Regions from separate parts of the Mus musculus genome. Here all the other regions are linked to region 1. The links are chromatin contacts, called in public Hi-C and HiChIP or PLAC-seq maps. All regions are on one chromosome and are shown on one strand. The core of a region is the stretch at or near the end of the contact, and the rest is flanking DNA. Distances in the headings are between cores, read along the strand shown.

Region 1 (3,986 bases), core at 453-2,952:
AACTTGTTTTATAAGTTTTTATTTTAAAACAATGACCTAAAATGGTATTTTAGTAATGGTGATGCTTGTTTTGTCATGCCCTTCTATATGAACTCAAAATATGTAGGTCAAGTTTCCTATTTAGTCTTCAATTGATTCTGTGTGTGTGTTTGGGGGGTGTGTGGTCTGTGATGATTTTATGTACAGGATTTAAAAGATACTTGTTGAGTTTAGCTAAAATGAGTTTCCTCTTTTCATGTCTAGTGGAAAAAAAGATTCAGTGAATTTTTATCATTTAGGACATTTGGGTAACCATTTGAACACTCCATTAAATATTTTTTCTTTATCTAACACATAAAAAAGCCAAGGAAATTCTGGTCTTTTCCCACATTTGTCAAATTCTTGTGTTAATTCTTCAGTGATTTCTATTATGTGTGTGAATTATGACTATATATGAAAATGGTCTGCTTTAGGTCATGGCTATGGGCTTAGATTAATTGGTGAAAAATAGGTCTGTTTGTGGGATTTACCACACAGTAAGGTTTCTCATCTCCCTGGAAAAATGTGGAATTAGCTTTTTAAGAAAAGCAGGCCTGTCATGAGGTTGAAGGGAGTTTCAGTGGAGGGAAACAGTTTACACTTTCTAAGGCAGTTATGACTGGTTGGATTCCAGGGCAATCCCTTTCATTCAGCAAAGTTCTTTTCTCCAACCTTTACGTCTGTCTTTGCTAATATCACTTCTACTTTTGTCTTTCCTAGTGTACCAGTTTCACAGGTCTTTCACAGAAAACATAATTGGCTTCTTTCAAGGCCAACCCCATTCAAGTTGATAGTGGTATTAGGACTGTGGGACTCCCTTCCCTCCTTTCCCCAAAGAACACACCCCACAAAACACACCGTTGCACAGAACAAGTCTCTCACTTGGAAAGAACCTTTGGGACAGCAGGTCTATGTGAAACAGTGCATGTCTGGCAAGGATGCTAATCACAGGACTGGATATTAGTTCTTAGCCTCACTGAAAAGGGTTCTTCAGCAAGACGTGCTCGCTATCAGAGTGCACTCTCCAGGGGTCCTCCTCCCTTGAGCCCCTGAAGGGATTCAAGGCCTGCTGCTGGGCCCCAAATCTCCCTTGCCCTGGAAGCCAGATGTGACTGACAGTGTTGAGTTTCTTCATTCTGGTCTGGCCTCAGTGTTGGCTGAGCCTCCAGCTTCATGTCTCCATTCACAGTCTGAGGGCACACCATGAGCTCTCACCTCACTAGGCACTGCCCTTGGGGTCCATGTCTCCCCAAGACCTCGCAGTGACCTGAGTGGGTCTTGTATGTGACTTACCTCAAAGGGGACTGTGCTTCGGGGCGTCTCAGGACTGTGATCAGTCCCTCCCATCTGCCAAAGAGCTCGCCGCTCTGTGGCAGTCCGGGGGGTAGGGGTTCCGACTTCAGCAGTGGAGCTCTCGGTGGCCCGCGCGCGCTCCCCGAGGGGTCCAAGTCTGGCAGCCTGACGCGACGGCTGTCTCACTGGAGCGACCAGCCGGGCCGTGGGCGCGCGCTCCCCCGCGGGGTCCCGGATGCGCATCCTGACGCGGGCCGCGGCCGCCCCAGTGGCGACCGGCCGAGCTACGGGAGCGCGCGGGGCCGCCGGCGGGGCGCGCGCCCGGCAGGGGCAGCCGCGGGGGAGGAGCGCCCGATCGCGCGCCCAACGGACCAGGCTGCGGCCGTGAGGTAACTGTTGCAGCGCGCGGGAGCTGGGAGGCGACGCCGCCGTCTCCCGTCCCGAGCCGCGCTTGAGGGAAAAGGGAAGAGGCGTCCGCGGCGGTCCCGGGACACCAAGAAGCCCTTCTCGCCGCTCTCAGTGGCCGGCATGAGGCGGACGCCGCCGCCCCTCAGCCCGCGCGCCGGGGATCCCGGCCGGTGGCGGCGGCGGGCGCAGCCGTGACCGCTCTGCGAAGCTCGGGGCGCCCAGAACGCGGAGGGCGGCGCGGGGTCGGCAAGCGCCAGCGGCCCCCCGGCGGCCCGGGGCCATGAGGAAAGACGAGCGCGAGCGGGACGCGCCAGCCATGAGGTCCCCGCCGCCGCCGCCAGCCTCGGCCGCCTCGCCCCCCGAGAGCCTGCGCAACGGCTACGTGAAGAGCTGCGTGAGCCCGCTGCGGCAGGACCCTCCGCGCAGCTTCTTCTTCCACCTCTGCCGCTTCTGCAACGTGGAGCCGCCGGCGGCCTCGCTCCGCGCCGGGGCACGCCTCTCGCTCGGCGTCCTGGCCGCCTTTGTCCTGGCCGCGCTGCTGGGCGCGAGGCCCGAGCGCTGGGCGGCCGCGGCAGCCGGGCTCCGGACGCTGCTGAGCGCCTGCTCGCTCAGCCTCAGCCCGCTCTTCAGCATCGCCTGTGCCTTCTTCTTCCTCACCTGTTTCCTGACGCGCGCGCAGCGCGGCCCGGGCCGCGGCGCCGGCTCCTGGTGGCTGCTGGCGCTGCCCGCCTGCTGCTACCTGGGCGACTTCGCGGCGTGGCAGTGGTGGTCGTGGCTGCGTGGGGAGCCGGCGGCGGCGGGCCGGCTCTGCCTGGTGCTGAGCTGCGTGGGGCTGCTGACGCTCGCGCCCCGCGTGAGGCTGCGGCACGGCGTCCTGGTGCTGCTCTTCGCCGGCCTGGTGTGGTGGGTGTCCTTCTCCGGCCTCGGGGCTCTGCCGCCCGCGCTCAGGCCTCTGCTGTCGTGCCTGGTCGGGGGCGCGGGATGCCTGCTAGCCCTGGGCTTGGACCACTTCTTTCACGTCCGGGGAGCCTCCCCTCCGCCGCGCTCGGCGAGTACCGCGGAGGAAAAAGTGCCTGTGATCAGACCCCGGAGGAGGTCCAGCTGCGTGTCGCTGGGAGAAAGCGCAGCCGGTTACTATGGCAGTGGCAAGATGTTCAGGAGACCGTCGTTGCCTTGTATTTCCCGAGAACAGGTAGGGTTCTTGGGCGGGCATGGTCTGGGAAGAGGAGCGCGGGGTGGAGGAGAAAGCGGAGCGCGGGTGGACCGCTTGCGTGTCCCCGGCGCAGGAGCGCAGCTGCGAAAGCGCGTGGGCTCGCTCAGAGGAAAGCAAGGGGCAGCAACCTGTGGTCTGCGCTGGAAAGGCTGCCCCAGTATGAGGGGCTCGTCAAAAAACGCAGAAGCCAGTGAGTGGCTTTTTCCCAGTGAGTGAGAATGAAATCATTCACTCTCTGACTTAGCTTCTACATAGGAGGAGAGTTTTCAAGAATGAGGTGACCGACTTGAGGTTTAGTAGATTTCACTGCTTCCACTTTGGACACACTAAGCTCCTACATATAGCATTTGGGTACAGTTTATCCGTTTGCTATTAACATGAGGATGCTTGCCCGGAGTTGACAAGCTGCCTTTAGAATAAAAGTGTGTATGCAGATTTTTTTTTGACAGTTCGGGCTCATTGCAAGTGGTGATGTGGGAGGACAAATGAGTGTTTTCATAGTTCAAAGAACAGAAATGAGCCTTGGAATTTAGACTTGGTTTAGATTAATAGACAGCAGTCTATACTAATACAATTAAAACTGTTTTTTACAGACTACAGACTAACTCATGGGCTTTGTTATTTGGGCTTTGTATTTCTTGCATAATTAGGAGAAAGTTTTAGCAATTTAACCTTTAAACTTAGTAATGTGTGGAAAGATGGCCAAAACATTTCCTCCCCCAACCCCCATAGGCTTTCATATTTTGTTTTTAAAGGCATTTGAAATCATCACGAGGGGATGAACTTGTATTTGTATTGCGTTGGGAGATCCACCTGGTCTATACTACCAAGAGATCCTTTAAGTATAGCTGCTCTATTGAGCATTTACCGAGGGCAAACCCTTTACATTTATTGTGTCAGATCTTTCCAAGAACTGTGTTTGGTTGGGTAACATTAACATTGGATTAGACAGACATGTGTTCAGGCAGACAGAAGAACTAGGGCTAAAAAAGTGTTAGTGTTAGGGTCTGATTAGATTTGTCAGTTCTCAGAGGTGTGTTCTCTGCAACTTAGA
Region 2 (4,252 bases), core at 398-2,897, 38 kb after region 1:
ATGAAATTCTTAGACAAATGGATGGATCTGGAGGATATCATTCTAAGTGAGGTAACCCAATCACAAAATAACACACATGATAGGCACTCACTGATAAGTGGATATTAGCCCAGAAGCTTAGAATACCCAAGATACAATTTGCAAAACACATGAAACTCAAGAAGAAGGAAGACCAAAGTGTGGATACTTCAATCCTTCTTAAAAGGGGAACAAAATACCCATGGAAGTTGTTACAGAGACAAAGTTCGGAGCAGAGACTGAAGGAATTACCATCCAGAAACTGCCCCACCTGGGGATCCATCCCATAAACAACCACCAAACCCAGACACTATTGCATATGCCAACAAGAGATTGCTCACAGGAACCTGATATAGCTGTCTCCTGAGAGGCTCTGCCAGTGCCTGACTAATACAGAAGTAGGTGCTCACAGTCATCCATTAGACAGAGCACAGGGTCCCCAATGAAGGAGCTAGAGAAAGTACCCAAGGAGCTGAAGGGGTTTGCAGCCCCCTAGGAAGCACAACAATATGAACTAACCAGTAACCCCAGAACGCTCTGGGACTAAACCACCAATCAAAGAAAACACACGGAGGGACTCGTGGCTCTAGCTGTATATGTAGCAGAGGATGGCCTAGTTGGTCATCAATGGGAGGAGAGACCCTTGGTCCTGTGAAGGCTCTCTGCCCCAGTATAGGGGAATGCCTGGGCCAGGAAGCAGGAGTGGGTGGGTTGGGGAATAGGGGGAGGGAGGAGAGGATGGGGATTTTTGGAGGGGATACTAGGACAGGGGATAACAGTTGAAATGTAAATAAAGAAAATATCTAATAAAAAAATGAAATGAACAAACAAACATGTGGATAGATGAAGTTGCCAAGGAAGAGTATATCCAGAACACAAACGGGGACTCAGATTTAAGTATTGGGCCACAATTCCATTGTAAACCAGAGGAAGAGGACTTGAGAAGTAGGAGAGACACCCAGGAGAGGAGATCACTTAAACCTCGATGGGGGTGGGGTGAGTGGGGGAGGTTTTGAGGATACAAACTAGGTTGGATAATTTTGAAAAGCTGATGCAGAGGTGATTTGTAAATTGTTATAGGATTTTGCAAAGTGAGGATTGTTTTTGTCCTTTAAAAGTTGTTTCAGCCAAATTGTTGCCGTCAACATCAGATCAGAGCAGGCAGAACAGTCCCTGGGACGAGGGGGAAGAGAAGAGGGGGAAGAGAACAGTCCCTGGGACGAGGGGAAGAGAAGAGGGGGAAGAGAAGACCCTTTTGAGAAACCTTTAGCTGCTCTGGGGAAGGACAGAGAACTGAACAGTTACTTATGAGGAGGAAGTACATTCTCTAGAGTGAAGAGGCTTTTTTGTTTTGTTTTGTTTTTTGTTTTTGTATTCTCTAGAGTACTTCTGAACTTAGGATGCATCTATCCTTGCTATCTTCTCTCTTAAAGTGAAGTCTGTCAATTATCTGTTACCTGGAAGATTGATTCCTAATACCTTTTTGCAGGAAGAGGAAGGCTAGTTTATTTTTCACATTTTCTGTGTACTATAGTTCTCTCTTTCATTTTGTTAGAGTCCTTAGCAAGTGGTTCCTGTTTCTTTGAATGATAAGGACTGAAGCTTCTGCTTTTCTATGTTGTAATAGCTGTCAGGGAAAATTTGAGTGACAGTGCTAGTGATAACTGTAATTAGACAATATATAATGACGTTTACTGTGCAGATGGGGCTATTTGAGAAGACATGTTTAAATTTTTTTCTTCTGATTTGTACATGTGACACACCTGTACCTACCCATCCGTACACAGCTCCCTGTAAGCATACGGTGCCACAGTGTACATGTGGAAGTCAGAAGACAGCCTCCACAGTTTTCTCCTTAGACTTTGCTTCTAAAGCAAGCTCTGTGATATTGTTTCTGTCTTGCTGTGTATCCACACTAGATGGCCCATGAGCTTCCAGGTGGCTTCTGACATTTTTACCAACTGACCCTTCTTGTTGGTCCCTGCTTTTAAAATTTTAATATTGAAAGCCACATGAAAGCCACATGAAAGGAGTGGTTATTAACCTCAACAGAGAAACTATGGGCCGAGAAACGGTCTGTATTGTTGTAGAGCTTTTCTTCTCAGCCACCTTGTTTATTGGGCTCTGCATTTACAAAGCAATGTCTCATCTTCTTCAGTATATATCTTTGATAAATCATTTTAGCAGATAATTCTTTGCTTTTATGTCTATTATAAAAGTGTATATTTAGTATTCAATCATTTGTAACTTTATTATCTTTGAGAATCAAATTCTAAAACTAGATGGGATATTTAATTAAATAGTAATGAAAATAAATTTACTAATAGGCAGACATTTTGCTAAGCTGTTTCATTCCTTCTTTATGTTGTTGTTTACTTTGATAGCTGTGAATTTGAGTTTTTAATGTATTTGTACTCTTAACAATGAGTGCATTTGTTTCTTGTTTTGCTGTTCTTTTATATGGTTTACCATTTCTAGGATGACAGAGTAGGCCATCAGATTACCATTCTTAAACAACACTCTTGGTTTTATGACATTTCATTTTGACAATGCTAAAGAACATGCTCACAGGCTTCATTAATGAGTGTTAATGCTGTATCTATGGGTGCTCTACCTACTACAGAAAATTGTAATTTGTATATTAGTAAGCATTAGAATATGTAATTAAAGTTCTTGTTAGTAAAATGCTTAAGTTGCAAATAGAGTTCATGGGTTTAAGTCTTTGTTATTTTACTATCAGAATTAAAATTTTAAGTTATAGCCAGGCGTGGTGGCGCACGCCTTTAATCCCAGCACTCGGGAGGCAGAGGCAGGCAGATTTCTGAGTTCGAGGCCAGCCTGGTCTACAAAGTGAGTTCCAGGACAGCCAGGGCTACACAGAGAAACCCTGTCTCGAAAAACAACAAACAAACAAACAAACAAACAAAAAACAAACAAACAATTTTAAGTTATAAACTTAAACTCCTTCATTTCAGATAATTGACCAAAGTATCTGTGGTTGATTGTGTTATGAAGTTATTTTATAATAATGATAGGATAAACATATTTTATACTTTTTCTGAAAATTATTTACTCATAACTTAATGAAAGTATTTCTACTGTGACACTTTTGAAAGGTCTGTTTTTTTTTGATGACAGTATAATGAATGTCCGAGGCAATGCAGATGACCCAGGGAGATTGTGCTGCAAGTTCTTGCTGGACCCCTGGCAAAGGAGTGATCTGTTAAAGGCCAGTGTCACCTTGGGCTCTGTGAGGCTAGGGTGTTCACTGCCTGCTGTTCACAGCTCCCCTTGTCACCTGAGTAATTTGCCAGTACACTAATCTCTTTGGAGATAAAATTCCCTAGTGTGTTACTAACTGTTGAAGTGTGTTTTTTTTTTTAAAGAATTTACAGTACTGTGACTGAGATATTAATATTTAAAATACTTCATTCCTTAATTCTCCCTCATTTGCTTACCCACAGCCTATTCAATTTCTTTGTTTGGCAGAACTCTGCAAAATGTGTTACCCACTCCTGAGATTGTTCAGCCCCTGATGTGATTTGTTTCTGGTGGTAACTTGTCTTGTGTTGTGTGTAGGAGACAGGTATTTTTATGACCGATTGTTATGTAGTGCATGCTCTGTGGAATTCAGAGGAAAATCCAGGCTCAGTGATTAACAGTGCCAAAAAAACCAAACCAAACCAAACGAACCAACCTAACCGAACCTAACCCAACCCAACCCAACCCAACCCCCAAAAAACCCAAAACAAGTAACTGGCCATTGTTCAAATGACAGGGGTGCTGGTGCTGTTTCTCTTTGGCCTTTCAGACTTCTGTTGCCCCCAAATTTCATTTTATTGGGAATCCATTTTCTACCTGGTCTTTCTTGATACTTTTTTCCCCCTACTTTAAACATTTAGTTTTTAAATAAAATTCTGTATTTCAAGAGTGAAAAAAAAAGGAAAGAAAATGGAGAGGCTGCAGTGTTTCGTAGTGCCTTTTGTGTTCTAGTCAGGTCAGTGGTAGGCATTACACATAATCTTAGTTCACTCTCGTAGACGCCTACAATGTAAGCATTATTGTTTCCACTGTACAGATGTGGAGTTTGAAATGGCAAAGGTTGGCAAGCGTGTAAACTGGGCCCTTTCAAGGAGAGTACATTTTTTATTATCTTATTTATTTACATTTCAAATGTTGCCTCCTTCCTGGTCCCCCCTCTTAAGTTCTTCACCCCATCTCCTTTCTCTCTGCC
Region 3 (4,221 bases), core at 312-2,811, 53 kb before region 1:
AACAGGAAGTACAATGAGACTATAAACTCTCAAAGCCTGCCCAGGCAACATACTTCCTCCAGCAAGGTTCTACCTACCACAGGTTCCACAGCCTCCAGTCAGCACCACCACTGGCAAGTAAGTGTTCAGATAACTGAGCCCATGGGGAGCAGTTCCCATCCAAAGCACTACATATTGCTTGTGTAAACAGACGATACATGTTCTTATTTCTGTGGGCTTCTGCATATGCTATCTCTTTGCCTGGAATGTCATTACTTCTTTACTTGTTAACTTCCTAGTTACCTTCTGTGTCTAAGGCACTATTTCCTCTAAAGAGCCTTTGACATCCTCAGTTTGTTTGCTCTCTGTGCTGAGCTTAATGTGGCATGCCCTTCTCATAATTTTCTGCTTGCCCTGTGCCCTCAGAGGCAGACTTTTTTGCACAATATTAATCAGGTTTTGGTGTTTGTTTTCTGCTGGTCTTAAAAACCAGAAGCCCTGGAAGAAGCTAGGAGGACAATAAAGAGTGTTAATGATAGTAATATTTTTCCAACTTCTCTTGGCAGGAGAAAATATTACTATCATTATATTAAGTGTCTTGGCAAGGCCTTCATTAATCTATTAAATCTGAATTACTAACAGGTAACCCTCTTCTATAGATTTATTTCTGGATTTTGGTAATAATTTCTTCAGGCCTACAGGGATCAGAGACCCTTCAGAATCTCCAACTGTGTACAACTATGTGAATTAATCTCTTACTAAACTCTTTTAAATAATTCCTTATGAGCATACCATGTTTACTACTATGACTGGCTTATGCTTGAAGTACCCTTTATATATCTCTTTCATTGTAATAAACACATTTTATTACAAATATTGTGGCTTTTCTATTCCTCTCATTAATTCCCCTGAAGTTAGGTTCAGAGTAAAGGACATTGTGGCTATGTAGGAGACCATGTCCTCCTCTTTTCCTAGGAGGGCTTTGTGAACATGGTAGAGTAATGCAGAGGCCAGAGCAAAGAGGGATATGCAGAATGTGATGGGCATGGAAGTTATCTTTTAAGTAAAGAGCTAAATGACAGCTTGGTATGTACCTTCAATTATCTTCATTTGGCAGAAAGTAGTACATGCAGAAAACATCGGCTTTGATGCAACCTGGTCTTGGAAATCCACTTTGCATCTTATTAGCAATGCAACACTGGGCAGATTATGCTTGCAGCAAAGGAACTATGTTCTGGCTGTTTTTAGGTCATTTTATCTATGAGGACGTCATCTGCTTCTCAGACGGATGCCCATTTCATTGCTTATTATGTTATTACTCACGCCCTAGCCCATGTCTTTCTTTTCCATTTTTGACATATGCCTGCCTTATCTTCCAGCCATCAGATTATACTGTCTGATAGCATGGGACTATCCAGAAATATGATTATTCTTCTTACTACTTTAATTTTTCCTGTTTTTCTAGTTTGAGATTGTATCTCATTTAACTATTTCCTTAGTTACTGATTGACTTAATGGAATTCAACTTCACTGACATAATTTCTGAACTTTGGCTACCTCTAACATCTATTTGAACCACAGTAGCTTGTCAAATTGCTCTGCTATTTTTATTGCCTCTTCCAGAACTACTGAAGCTTATTACCAATGGTCACTTCAAAATGCGTCAGCTATTTTAGTCTCTCAATAGTTATTCAAATGTAACACACTTTTTCTTGACCATTGAAACCTGTATGTTTTATACCTGGCAGTGTATATTTCTGGGAATACTTTATGGAATTGTCTAAATCTTGAATCATAAGTGAATAGCTATTTATACATTGAAACACAGAAATAGTATTTAAGAAAGCTACTTTTCCAAATTGAGGATAGCTTTCTGCTAACATTCTTCTATTTCCTATTTCTTGCATGGTCCTCTGTCCTTTTGTTTTTTTATTTTTTAATTTTTTGATTACAGACTGTTGATTCACAGATTGAGAAACTATTTGCTACAGTCTACTATGTAATAAGCAACAGTGACATTTGGTCAACTTTATGAATGACTTCAAAGTCAATTTTTTTTTTTTTTGGATTTGAGTCTAGAACACAGGATGTTACAAAGTAACTTTTAAATTACTAGAATAATAATTCTCTGATTAGTATTTTTGCTATATAGGCATGTTTCTGCTTCTAAGGCAATTACTTATTAATTAATTCAACTAATATTTATTGAGTCTTCCCTATATTAAGCTCTACATTAGAAATCCTGTAAAGAGATGAATATGGCAAACCTGTGTATTTAAACTGGGGAGAAATATTTTAAATAAGCAAAAATATGATGTTAAAATATATTGTCATATAAATTCATATAAATTGTTAGAAGAATACAGCAGAAGAGAGAACTAATTCTTGCCTGAGATTTGAGCCACCTCACTCTTGAGCCAAAGGCAATTATACAGAGAACAACAAACAAGCAAACAGTAAAATCCTGAAACAAAACTCTATTAAATTTATGTTTTAAAAATGTTTTATGTAATATTTTTTCTCTTGGGCATGTAGGGATGATACCACAAGAGAGATAACTGTGAAATCCAACAAATAAAATAGGATAGTGCAATTCTGACAGATGGAATCACTGTCTTATGATCCTATACTTCTAAGCATTGGATTTTTCAGATCCTGTTAGGCAATGACTACCAGAGGAAACTTATGCCATATACATAGAACTTAAGGGATTTAATAGAATCACTTACTCATCTTTAATAATCATAATAAGGTAACTATATGGAATCAGATTCTAGGTTAGTATTTTCTGTTTTTTTAATAATTTATTTTTATTTTATGTTCATTGATGTTTTGCTTGCATGTATGTCTGGTTACAGACAGTTGTGAGCTGCCATGTTGTTGCTGGAAATCGAACCCAGGTCTTCTGGAAGAGCAGCCAGTGCTCTTAAGCACTGACCCACCTCTCCAGTCCTGTTTTAAAAAATAATAGTATTTTAAAATTTATACTTGAATGATATTGGGCACACACCTTTACAAAATTTAGATGACAGGGATTGATAGATCCATGTACATTCTATGCAGATATTTTACCACTGAGTTACAATCCTTAATCCTTGAGGTTGCAAATATTGTGTATTCATGTTCTAAAGAGTGTTTTTAGAATTGTAACACACAAAAAACCTCTTCTTTAGCCTTTTTAGAAAATCAACTACAACAGAAAGAACAAGCAGGATTTCCTCTATAACTAATATTGACTTAACTTTACAGGGTCCCAAACTTGAATGCCTCTGTTTATTCATGAAATAGAGCCAGGCTATTGGTCCATTTGGATTCTCTTCCAACTTTTGCAGTTCAGACTGTTCAGCCAGTTTAACTCTTGGCCTCTCAGGTGAATTGACTTACAAATGTTATAGAAAAGGCCAGAGTGCTGTTATGAAAGAAACCCAGGCCCTGGAACACAGCCCAGTAGATTAGAGTTGCTCAGCAAAAGAGTTTGCACTAGCTACACTTGGGAGTTACCCTTCGTTTTCTTTCTTTCTTTCTTTTTTTTTTTTTTTTTTGCCTTTGTCTCAGACCATCTGGATGTCAAAAGTGCTAATAAGCAACTGACTCACTGGTAGAATAAATCCAATCTGTTGATTCTGTTCTGGAAAGCTCTGTAATGAAAGAAGTACTGGCAACAGAGTAGTAGAGCAATTTCCCAAGGTTTGAGGTCATATGTCTAGTTATGAGATGGCATATTGATATGAGTGGGCACTAGGGAGCATACATACACACACACATTAACGAAAGAAACCATGTTTAGATCCTGACCAACAATCCCTTTTTTTGGCTCTCTTAAAATTAGCCAATGTGCCAAGAAGTGGGAGTGCGTGGGTAGGGGAGTGGGTGTGGGAGGGTATGGGGGACTTTGGGATAGCATTGGAAATGTAAATGAAGAAATACCTAATAAATAAATAAATTAAAAAGAAAAGAAAAGAAAAAGATTAGCCAATGTGGATTTCTTCTTAGAGACCTCGGGTTTTTTTTTCATAGCTCTCCCTGTGACAATTACTGGGAAAATTTTATGAGACCTGGCAGTTCCCTGAGAGTTATCAAAATAATTTAAAATTTGACCACTAAGCTAATGCAGAGGACAGAAACACTGAGTCCTCTCAAGTCAGAGCATAGAAGAATAATGATGCCTTAATGAGTCATCTTAACGAGGACTAGGCATGCATGTGTCCTATCACCTTATATAATTCCTTTTAATTTTCTTGT

The links. Hi-C and Micro-C count contacts between places; a contact is called where the count stands out from the background. HiChIP or PLAC-seq counts read pairs in DNA pulled down with a chosen protein or histone mark.
Region 2: a contact with region 1 is called in an H3K27ac HiChIP or PLAC-seq map of the HPC-7 cell line, with 4 times the contacts expected there. The contact joins the enhancer-like site here to the promoter of Pde3b in region 1. A contact is called at or near these places in 9 of 484 Hi-C or Micro-C datasets (Th1 cells, Th2 cells, brown adipocytes and 6 more), 5 of 115 datasets of contacts at active chromatin or transcription factors (the HPC-7 cell line, the SCID.adh cell line, bone marrow-derived macrophages and 2 more) and 1 of 9 other capture datasets (adipose tissue).
Region 3: a Hi-C map of liver shows a contact between it and region 1, with 3 times the contacts expected there. The contact joins the enhancer-like site here to the promoter of Pde3b in region 1. A contact is called at or near these places in 9 of 484 Hi-C or Micro-C datasets (B cells, beige adipocytes, brown adipocytes and 3 more), 7 of 115 datasets of contacts at active chromatin or transcription factors (the SCID.adh cell line, embryonic stem cells, liver and 3 more) and 3 of 9 other capture datasets (adipose tissue, liver and pancreatic islet).

The regions. Positions count from the first base shown.
Region 1 is chr7:114,413,552-114,417,537 of GRCm38.p6, forward strand. It overlaps Pde3b (phosphodiesterase 3B, cGMP-inhibited), which reads left to right and starts at 1,703. Exons shown (of 16, transcript NM_011055.2): 1 at 1,703-2,911. The coding sequence starts at 2,000. It overlaps 4933406I18Rik (RIKEN cDNA 4933406I18 gene), which reads right to left and starts at 1,610. Exons shown (of 4, transcript NR_029437.1): 1 at 1,312-1,610.
Region 2 is chr7:114,451,779-114,456,030 of GRCm38.p6, forward strand. The region is part of intron 1 of Pde3b (phosphodiesterase 3B, cGMP-inhibited); the gene reads left to right. Among named protein-coding and RNA genes, the nearest start is that of Pde3b, 39 kb to the left of the region's middle. Within about 2 kb of position 1,648, at least 99 of the 459 cell types and tissues checked have an H3K27ac peak or open chromatin away from gene starts, as enhancers often do. A contact at or near this core is called in the HPC-7 cell line, Th1 cells, adipose tissue and 5 more, where this site is marked.
Region 3 is chr7:114,360,815-114,365,035 of GRCm38.p6, forward strand. All of the region lies in intron 1 of 4933406I18Rik (RIKEN cDNA 4933406I18 gene), which reads right to left. Among named protein-coding and RNA genes, the nearest start is that of 4933406I18Rik, 52 kb to the right of the region's middle. Within about 2 kb of position 1,562, at least 8 of the 459 cell types and tissues checked have an H3K27ac peak or open chromatin away from gene starts, as enhancers often do. A contact at or near this core is called in liver, where this site is marked.